Regions from separate parts of the Ovis aries genome. Here region 2 is linked to region 1. The links are chromatin contacts, called in public Hi-C maps. All regions are on one chromosome and are shown on one strand. The core of a region is the stretch at or near the end of the contact, and the rest is flanking DNA. Distances in the headings are between cores, read along the strand shown.

Evidence for each region. Hi-C and Micro-C count contacts between places; a contact is called where the count stands out from the background.
Region 2: a contact with region 1 is called in a Hi-C map of skin fibroblasts, with 3 times the contacts expected there. The contact joins the enhancer-like site here to the promoter of KCTD16 in region 1. A contact is called at or near these places in 4 of 16 Hi-C or Micro-C datasets (hypothalamus, liver, muscle and 1 more).

What each region holds. Positions count from the first base shown.
Region 1 is chr5:52,972,838-52,977,993 of ARS-UI_Ramb_v3.0, forward strand. It overlaps KCTD16 (potassium channel tetramerization domain containing 16), which reads left to right and starts at 2,513. Exons shown (of 3, transcript XM_012178675.5): 1 at 2,513-3,265; 2 at 3,630-4,784. The coding sequence starts at 3,953. LOC132659892 (a long non-coding RNA gene) reads right to left here and starts at 1,113. Exons shown (of 2, transcript XR_009600866.1): 1 at 913-1,113.
Region 2 is chr5:54,842,582-54,847,737 of ARS-UI_Ramb_v3.0, forward strand. No RefSeq gene overlaps it. Among named protein-coding and RNA genes, the nearest start is that of GRXCR2, 17 kb to the left of the region's middle. Within about 2 kb of position 2,395, at least 9 of the 54 cell types and tissues checked have an H3K27ac peak or open chromatin away from gene starts, as enhancers often do. A contact at or near this core is called in liver, where this site is marked.

The DNA of each region.
Region 1 (5,156 bases), core at 1,263-3,762:
AAAAAGGAAAGACGGTTCATAGTCCAAATGTGAGTATTGCTGGGAATGTGAGTCCCTGGCCACGTGATCTCCCTGGTGCCTTTTTATTCAGCTCTTCCTCAGAGGCTTTGTCCCTGACATTGAATGTGAACTTTCATGTTCAGGTATTCACTGCCTAGGTTTTCTCCAAGCAGTCCATTCTCCCCCAAATTAAGAACTACTTGTCTCAGAAAGAGCCTAACCTGCAGAGTCGGACACGACTGAGTGACTGAACTGAACTAAAATGATGAAGCCCAGACCAATGAAAAGAGCTTCTCATTTCTGAGATACAGAATACTCTTCTTTTAAATTGTCCAAATATTTTAGCCTTGCAATTTAATTTCATATTAAAAGCTCTTTTAAATGACTTGCTGCTTTTTCAAATGTGTAATAGTCTTAAAATTCTTCTTGTTTTATTTGCCACCTCTCCATTCCTATTCCAGAATCCATAAGGTTAAAAACAGGACATTGACTGTTCTGAATAGGCAGGGGTCTAACCCTTACCTTGCTGTGTGACCCTGTGGAAGTACTTTCCCTCTTGGTACTCAGTTGCTATGTCTTTAAGATGAGATGGTGATTCCATTTCACAAGCTCCTTTTAGTTTTTAAAGCTATGATTTCTCTTCCTCCCATTCTTCATTTCTTGCCAAACTATTTCCCAAATACTTTAATATCCAATCTCCAAAGCCACTATCATGGTGTGCTGGCCTACTTGGTTAGACATAAAATAATTTGCTCTTTACTACAACCAAAGGCAGTACTTACTAGCTATAGATTCAGACTTATTTTACCCCATAACCCGATGGCAGCTAGAGGTTTACTTTGTCATCTTGGTGAACAGAACATTTCTGATAATACTCAAGAACTTTAAAACAAAGAGGAAAAAAAATCTGACCTTTGGCCCAAATGGTGCAGTGGTGGAGTCCACCTGCCAACGCAGGAAACACAAGAGACGCAGTTCGATCCCTGGGTCCTGAAGATTCCCTGGAGTAGTAAGAAATGGCAACCCATCCCAGTATTTTTGCCTGGAAAATTCCATGGACAGAGGAGCCTGGCGGTCGACAGTCCATGGGTTCCCAGAGAATCGGACACGACTGAGCACACACACGCGTGCGCGCATTCACACAAGTTGCCGGATATAGTCCTGCACTGACAGTTTGAGGACAGTAGATGGCGATATGAGTGCATCAAATAACAAGCGCATCCTTGATTGGTCCAGCATTAAAATCCCAATGATTGAGGCCAGAGTAGGTTAATACATTAGTTAAAGAAACAAAGTTAAATATAATCAGATATTGGAGTGTTAGCTAATACTCTGAATGTGTTCAGTAACCTGATTCTTATTGAAAGAAAAGAGTGTTAGATCAGAAATTATTTTATGCTACTGCTGAGTCTATCTTCATGCTAATTCTTGGGGCAAGAGCTGGCAATAAACCCATGTATCCCATAAAATGTATCTAATTCACACATTTCTCTCCAGTTTTGGTTTTAATCTTTTAAAAATAGCAGTTGTTTGGAATGGAGTGTGCCCCGCATATATTATTCATGGATGAAGTACTACATTCTCATTAGGAATGTGAGTCCTAAGACATTGGTGTTTGAAAGGGGAAATGGCTGACTTACTGTAAGCTGTTGCCTGGGCCATTATTGACTGGCAGGATCAACTGGAAGCACTTTGTTAGTGGATTAGGTTGCCCTGGAAATGCCTTCCTGAAACTCTAATGATGCACTTAAGGGAACCCTCTGGGACAGGAGTAAAATGTCTCTTTGCAGGCGTGTCTTCCACTAGAGTCCTCTTGGGATAAGATGGGAGGGGGCGGGGGCACATCCAGAGGGAAGCTTCGTAAGGAAACAGACCCAGAAAAAAGTTGCAGGTAACGATGTCTTACATGGAAGCCAAGATAATGACTTACTGATAGAAACCTTGTTTTTTCCTGAGGGTACCAGTTCTTCCTATAGTCTTGAGAAGGAGCATCAGTAATTCCAGAGAGACTGAAGGTATGGATGTATATATTCATCATTTATTTATTTGCTGGGGTGAGGGTGGCAGAGGAATGGAGAGAAAGAAACAAAAAAAACAAAAACAGGAGAGGGCATCTGAGAGAATATGGCTTAGTTCTCTTGGGGGGAAAAAAACCACTTTGTAGCTTGAACATTGGGGTCACTGGGTACGCTTTTTTTTTTCCTTTTAAACAAGCTTTAGAGGGGTAATTTGCCCTTCAGCAGAAATTTAGTGCACACTCAAAAGAATTGTTTGTTGGTTTTTTAAAAATGAAAAACCGCCGTGTTCATCTGGGTTGAGGGGTTGTTTCTGGGGCATGGTGGTGGCTGTGGAGGTCTAGAGACAGCACGAAAGGGCAAAGCAAAGGCCCTTGGAAACTCCAGACTCCGGGACAGGACCAGGAGGGAAGCGACTGCGTCGCGCTCCGTCCCCGCCCCGAGCCCGGAGCGCCCGGGGGACTCGCGTGCCCACGGCCGGAGCGCGGCGTCCCCGTGCCGTCCCGGCGACCTGCCACCGAGGCGGACGTGACTCGGAGCTGCCTCCGCTCTCTCCAAGCCATATTCCTTTAAGATGATGTAATAGTCATTTCCCTGGATGGTTTCTTGCCTGCACTGCTGAAACAACAGCATCCGAACTGCACTGGGAACTGTGGAACCACCCAGCTCCTCCGCCGGAGAAGCCCGAGCCCGAGCCCCGCGCCGGCATCTCTACGCCGCGGCGGCCGCCCGCTCCCACCTGGCTGGGAACATGGGAGCCCGCTTGCCCTTGCCGGCAGGTGGGGTGGCTACCTGGGACCCCAGCAGGGAGCATCTGTCTTGCTTCTGGGCTTTCTGAAAAGCTTCCAAGTCCCGGTACCTCTTGCAACTCTCTTTTGTTTTAAGGATTCTTTCCAAAGGTTTGATTTTTTTTTTTTTTTTCCTTCCTGGAGAAGCTTTGAATATTTTTCTCTGCTTTGCTTCTTCAATCCAACCACCTCTAGTCACGGTTTAACTTTTTTGTGACTTGTTTTAACTTGAGATTGGAAGTGAATATATACATACATATACGCAAATATACATTTATATAAATATTTATATATATAATTATTATTTTCTAAGAGCACATCTCTCTGGCACTTTTCATTGATACCTCTGTATTTTACCTGTTTGGGATTTTGACAAGCTCCAGACTCTGTGTGTGGCTGGGGATTTGGACAGCTTTGCAAATGGGTATTTCTTCACAAGAACTGTTTCCAGCACTCACTGAGGTAAGTTCCAGGGCTTATTGCTTTTCCTCTCCAGCTGAGGAAAGAAAATAAATCTCCTTTTAGAAGTTGAAAATTGCATATTCATTTTTAATGCAGAAATCAAATAGAAATGTTTTTAATACTAAATGCTGGAGACAGAGGGATATAGATAAATATGTAGACACGAAATACCTTGAAAGAAGCTATGATTTAGTTGAAGAATGGCTGAAATCAGTAATTCCAGGGCTGCTTATGTAAAATAATCTCTCCCTCCCTCCCTTTCAGTTTCCCTCCCTCCTTCTACCTCCCTCTCCTCTCTCCAGCAGTCTCTTTTTTTCTGACTCATGCTGTGTTTGAGGAAATAATTTTCTCTCTTTTCCTGCAGACAGACCTCTCAGTAACTGAGGACCTGACCGGCCTTGCCTACTGAGCTTGGGGGAAAACTGGATGCAGATGAGTTGATTATATTCCATGAAGTCATAGCTCACCACCTGCCAGGGTTTAAACTACTTCTGTAGCATCACTTCACCTGTGGACTCTTTGAAATTTTGCTTTGTTGGGGGAAAAAAAAACTGGGGTAAGAGGAGGTTGTTTTTAACAAGTTAACATCCTCTCCCTCCCTTATAAGTTGCTGCAAAGGATCAGGCTGTGACTCCATTGGATCGCTCCTTCACATCAAAATAGGAGAAGAGAAAGAAGAAAGGGACCATGGCTCTGAGTGGCAACTGTAGTCGTTATTATGCTCGAGAACAAGGGGCTGCAGTTCCCAACTCCTTCCCTGAGGTCGTGGAGCTGAATGTTGGGGGTCAAGTTTATTTCACTCGCCATTCCACATTAATAAGCATCCCTCATTCCCTCCTGTGGAAAATGTTTTCCCCAAAGAGAGACACAGCTAACGACCTAGCCAAGGACTCCAAGGGAAGGTTTTTCATTGACAGAGATGGATTCTTGTTCCGTTATATTCTGGACTATCTCAGGGACAGGCAGGTGGTCCTGCCTGATCACTTTCCAGAAAGGGGAAGACTGAAAAGAGAAGCTGAGTACTTCCAGCTCCCAGACTTGGTCAAACTCCTGACCCCCGATGAAATCAAGCAAAGCCCAGATGAATTCTGCCACAGTGACTTTGAAGATGCCTCCCAAGGAAGTGACACGAGAATCTGCCCCCCTTCCTCGTTGCTCCCTGCTGACCGCAAGTGGGGTTTTATTACTGTGGGTTACAGGGGGTCCTGCACCATGGGCAGAGAGGGGCAGGCGGATGCCAAGTTTAGGAGAGTTCCCCGGATTTTGGTTTGTGGAAGGATTTCCTTGGCGAAGGAGGTCTTTGGAGAAACTTTGAATGAGAGCAGAGACCCTGACCGAGCCCCAGAAAGATACACATCCAGATTTTATCTCAAATTCAGGCATCTGGAAAGGGCTTTTGATATGTTGTCAGAATGTGGATTCCACATGGTGGCCTGTAACTCCTCAGTGACAGCATCTTTCGTCAACCAATATACAGATGACAAGATCTGGTCAAGTTACACCGAGTACGTCTTCTACCGTAAGTACAGAGTGTTCTTGTTGTTTTCCATGTGTATGGATTTGTTTAATAGATATATATGTATATATGGTCTGCGTGTTCAGTCTATGTCTAAGGAATGCTGTTTGGGATTTTTATTTTATTTTTTTAACTCTTGAGGTATAGCTAGAAGATTAGAGGTTATAATCAGCTTTCATGTTTTACCTAAGGTAACTTTTGTTTTCCCAATCAACTCACAGGCTATTTAAAGGCCTCAAAATGACAGTATACAAATGATATTGGTATAGATAATATGTGAAATGAAAATAGATATGTGTGTCTGTCAGATATTGAACTGTGAAGATAAGGCAATGATGAGAACTTGGCTGTTGGGTCATGGGAGTTCGGTAGGCT
Region 2 (5,156 bases), core at 1,145-3,644, 1.9 Mb after region 1:
TATAAATTAAACATATCCGTTTAATCTGCTCATGCATTACTACACAGTATGTGTGTTTGTGTGAATGTGTGTGTATTTAAACCCGTCTGGCATTTTCTTTTGAAACATCGTTATGGCAGAAGATTATTATAGTTATTGATCATGCCTAGAAAGTTGTGACAATTCATGTAACTTTATAAAAAATGTGAAAAACAAAACCCAAGTTTATAGTCCCCCTTGCTCTCTCACCAACCAAAACAGAAATTTCCAAGGCAATGCTTCAAGAGACTATCATATTATCACTACTTTTAAAAATATATTTTTAATTTACAAGGTTTTTCTAAGCTCTCACAGAAATGAGTTTTTCATTATAGACCTAGGTGATATGGAACATAGTTCAGTGACTGGTCACCCCCTGCATCACAGAACAATCTGATGAGACCACCCCAACCAAAGTATGAGATTAAGGATTCAGATTAGAAAATAAGACATTTTCTTCTACACCATCATTTCCCAAAGTATGACTCACAGAGCTAAAATTTATTTATTGAAAAAAAATCCTAATAAAATAAGTTTGGGAAATTCTGGGTTAAATAAAGTTAAACTGATTTCTTCACTGTAGGACTTCTGAGAATGTTAAATATACTAATGTACTTTGTCAACCTCCACCATTTCCAAAATGTGGTGCCCACAAAATTCTTTTTATTGTTGGAATTCTATTCCAGAAAACCAGTGTTCTGAGAAAAAAGTCTCAAAGATGTTGTTGGAAGATGCTTTTCTGCTTAAAAATTCTCCCACCTTTGACTCTCATCCTCTCCATAATGAAAAATAGTTACAGCTTATGAAGCATTTGCTATGTGTGAGAGAGGTATTTCACAGATAAGAAAACTGGAAACTGAAGCTCAGAGAGATCTGCTCAGAGTCACACAGCCAAGAAATGTCAGTTGTTATTCTCACCCAGGTCTGACCCCAAGGTTTATGTTTCTCTCATCTCATCAAATTGACCACTTGGGGGGGAAAGGTCAATTCTTTAAAGATGAGATAGAAAATATTTTAAGAAATCTAGTCATAATCTAAAACCCACAATAGACTCTAGTATATACGATCAGCAAGGTCTCTCTGAGGCTGCGATGGAACTTAAGCTACCCGTGTGATTGGTTCTCTATGCTCTGTCTCAGAGGAGACTGCAGAATTTGCTTTGAAATTTAACCACCTGTATTAACTGTAATTCACTGGAATGGAGAGATAAGCCATCTTCCTCATACTCTGAGCCATTTCCTCATTGCCTCTGAGCAGAGCTGGCACAAGTCTTTGTATCACAGGCCAAAACCTCCACGTCAGAAAGTAATGAGAGGGTTCCCAGAGGACCGAGCAGAGGGTGTGCATAGTGGAAAAACATCAACCCTGCCAGAGCCACAGGCCAAAATCTGGGACTTCATTAAAAAATAATAATCACCTGGGATTATTGTACCATTGCAAAGATCCCCCCACCCCCTCTGCAGCCCCTGGTGGCTCAGACGGTAAAGAATCTGCCTGCACGGATTCATGTTGATGTATGGCAAAACCAATACAGTATTGTAAAGTAAAATAAAGTAAAATTAAAAAAAAAAAAAAGAATCTGCCTGCAATGCAGGAGACCTGGGTTCTATCCCTGGAGAGAATTCCATGGACAGAGGAGCCTGGTGGGGTCACAAAGAGTCAGACGTGACTGAGCGACTAACACTTTCACCTTCTTTCCTAACTCCTCTCTCACTTCTGACTCACTGTTCATTCCTACCAGACAGAAAGAAAGAAGCGCTCTCAGAGGTTGCGAAACAGTCCTGAATTTTCTCCATCTCAGCAGTCTCCAGTAGAAATGCACATATGTATGTAATGTAACCCACATATATTATTTTTAAATTTGCCAGTAGCAACATTTAAAAAGAACAAAGAAACAAGTAAAAAACTAGAAATATTTTATCACTATTCAGACTTCATAACATTTTAAGCAAGTCGTTCAGTCATGTCTGACTCTTTGCCACCCCATGAAATAACCCGCCAGGCTCCTCTGTCCATGGGATTCTCCAGGCAAGAATACTGGAGTAGGCAGCCATTCCCTCTTTCAGGAGATCTTCCTGACCCAGGAATCAAATCCAGGTCTCCTGCATTGCAGGCAGATTCTTTACTGTCTGAGCCACCAGGGAAGCCCTTTCATAAGACATATAGTTGACAAAGTAGATTCATATCCAAGTTGCTCCAATCACACTTAAATTTTTTTCCAATGACTGACTTGAGCATCAGTTTAAAAGTATATGTGTACATTGAATCGGATTAAAAGCTTACTTCTTCAGTCCCACAAGCCACATTTTAAGCTCACTGGCCACATTCGACTGGTGGCTACCCTATTAAGACAGCACAGCTGTGCAAGAGTAGTTAATGGGGCCAGCAGTGCCCCCTAACGGGCATTATGGAAACGTGTGGGAACATTTGCTTTCTTAGCACTGTACTCACAAGAAAAGAACACCAAGGTCAGTGGGTGAGAGGACAGGGATGTGGACATCCTGCAACGTTAAGGGCAGTTCTGCACAACACTGTCTCACAGCTCAGACTATCACCGAGGTAAAACACCTGTTTATAATTATCTGAGCCTAGAACCTGTTCGTTGGTTTGTTTTAGTGAGATTGGTAAACTTGGTTTTACTATACATTTGGGGGGACTGAAATGAACATGGATTAAGAGAAGTTTGTACTTTGTTTTATTCAGAGCTCTACCAAAAACTGCCTACCGTTTTGAAAAACTGCTTCACAGATTGAGATGTTGCTCCTACATCAGACAGCATCTGCAGCTGTAGCTTTTCACAGGGGTCCCAGACATGGGTAAAGCATCTGACGACTTCGTGATTTCTTCTAGGGAAATCATAGCCAAGCACTTGCCATTAAAACACACAGTATTTTATTATCAATTACTTTCCTTTTATTTCTCTTTATATGAGAGCAAAGGTGTTGAATGGGTTTTCGAAGTTATTAATGTATTTGTTGGAGGATTATTTAATCTAGTAACTTTATTCCAGGATAGTAAAGGGATGTTATGAAGTAAGGGTTACGGGAAGAACACGGCATTGTGCCTGGCGGATTGAGAATCATTGCTCAGGGAAAGAGCGCGGCTGGCTCAAGTCGATGAAGACTGCCACCTGCAGGAAGGAGGGGAACTGAAGCTGCATCCCAGAGCGCACTTGCAAACTTCCGTGCTGTGCTGTGCTTAGTCGCTTGAAAGAAAGTGAAAGTGAAGTCTTGTCCAACTCTTTGCGACCCCATGGACTGTAGCCCGCCAGACTCCTCTGTTCGTGGCGATTCTCCAGGCAAGAATACTGGAGTGGGTTGCCATGCCCTCCTTCAGGGTATCTTCCCAACCCAGGGATCCAACCCAGGTCTCCCTCATTGCACAGCGGATTCTTTACCAGTTGAGCTCCCAGAGTTGCCTCAATTAAACAACTGCGTTCTTCGCATCTCCCAAGTCCAAAGCCTCGTGCTGGAAGACACTCACACTGCTACATCAGTGATGTGAACAACCACGGCTCTGCTCCCAAGGAGCTCACAGTCTGGAGTGCACGTGGGTCTCGGAAGGGGAATCAGTTCATGTGGGCACAGATAATCAGCTGGTCAGAGACACTCCCCACCGCCCCTCCCACCCCCCATCCACTTCAAACCTTTCTGTTAACAACTTGTCCAGGTTAGTTGATGTGGGAAAATATAAGAAAGAGTGTTAAGTTTTCTGCACATATATTTCATGTTTTTTCCAAATTTATATCAACTTAGAAAAACATACACAAGTGACACATGAATACAGCCTTTTAGAGGATAAATATTTTAAATTTGAAAGGAATAAAGAAGAAAATTAATGGTTTCCTTCTCTCTACCCAAAAAGTTACCTGAAAAGTAACTGTTACTAATATACCTGGAATATGACCTTCCCAATAGTTTATGCATTTATATACACGTGCATGCCACCCAGGTGGCATAGTGGTAAACAATCCTCCTGCCAATGCAGGAGACACAGGAGACGTGGGTTCAATCCCGGGGTCGAGAAGATCCCCTGGAGGAGGAAATGGCAACCCACTCCAAGGTTCTCAACTGGAAAACTCCATGGACAGAGGAGCCTGGCAGGCTACAGTCATGAGGTCGCAAAGAGGCGGTCACAACTGAGCATGTAAGCATGCACATACATGTATATGCAGATACAAACAGATGGTTTTGTTTTTTAAGCACAAGTGAAGTTATACATACAGATATGCATATGTATACAGATATAATTTCATTTATGTTTAAATATATTATTTTTTCTGAATTTAAAAAGATAACATGGAGATCCTTCCATATCAATACAGATAGATTTCCCCTGCATTGATTTTGTGACTCCATACTAACTCACTGTAAAAAATTAATTCATTCTTCAACAAATATTTACTAACCACCTACTAGTTGTTTGAAATTATTCTAGGTGCTAAGTATGTAAGAAGAAACAACAAAAGCAAAAAGAAAGGCAAAAATCCTTGTTTTCATGGAGCTTACATTCCAGTGGAGAGAAAGAAACAATATACTTAATAAATGAGTTAATAATATATTACATATGAAAAAGCAGTTATTGCTATGGAAAAAATAGACCAGGATAAAGAAGATTGGGAATCCTAAACTGAGAGTGGGGAGAATTGCAATTAGAAACAGGGTGGACACGGCAGGCCTCAGTGGGAAGTAGCTTGAGTAGATGAGAAAGGGAGCTATGAGAACATTGTGGGAAAGTTTTCCAGGCAGCAGGAACAGCCTGTGCAAAGTTCCTGAGGTAGGAATGTGATTCATAGGCGCAAGAAACTGCAAGGATGCTACTGCATCTGGGTAGGGCAAAAGTGGAAGCAGGAAGGCCAGGTTGATGGTGACTGGAAATATCTATGAAAGATGATAATCGTTTAAGATCAGGGTGGTAGCAGGTAATGAGAACTTGCTACATTCTGCATATATTTTGAAGGTAGAGTCAACAGAATCTACTGAAGGTATTCACGTGGGGAGTGAGAGGGAGAAAAAAGGAATCGGAGATGATTTATCCTAAGCATGTGGAGGTACTCTGCTGCACTAACTGTGCTGTACCATAGGTAATGTCAACTGCTCCTTATAAACTAACATTTAGGTTATTTCTGAGCTTTCTCT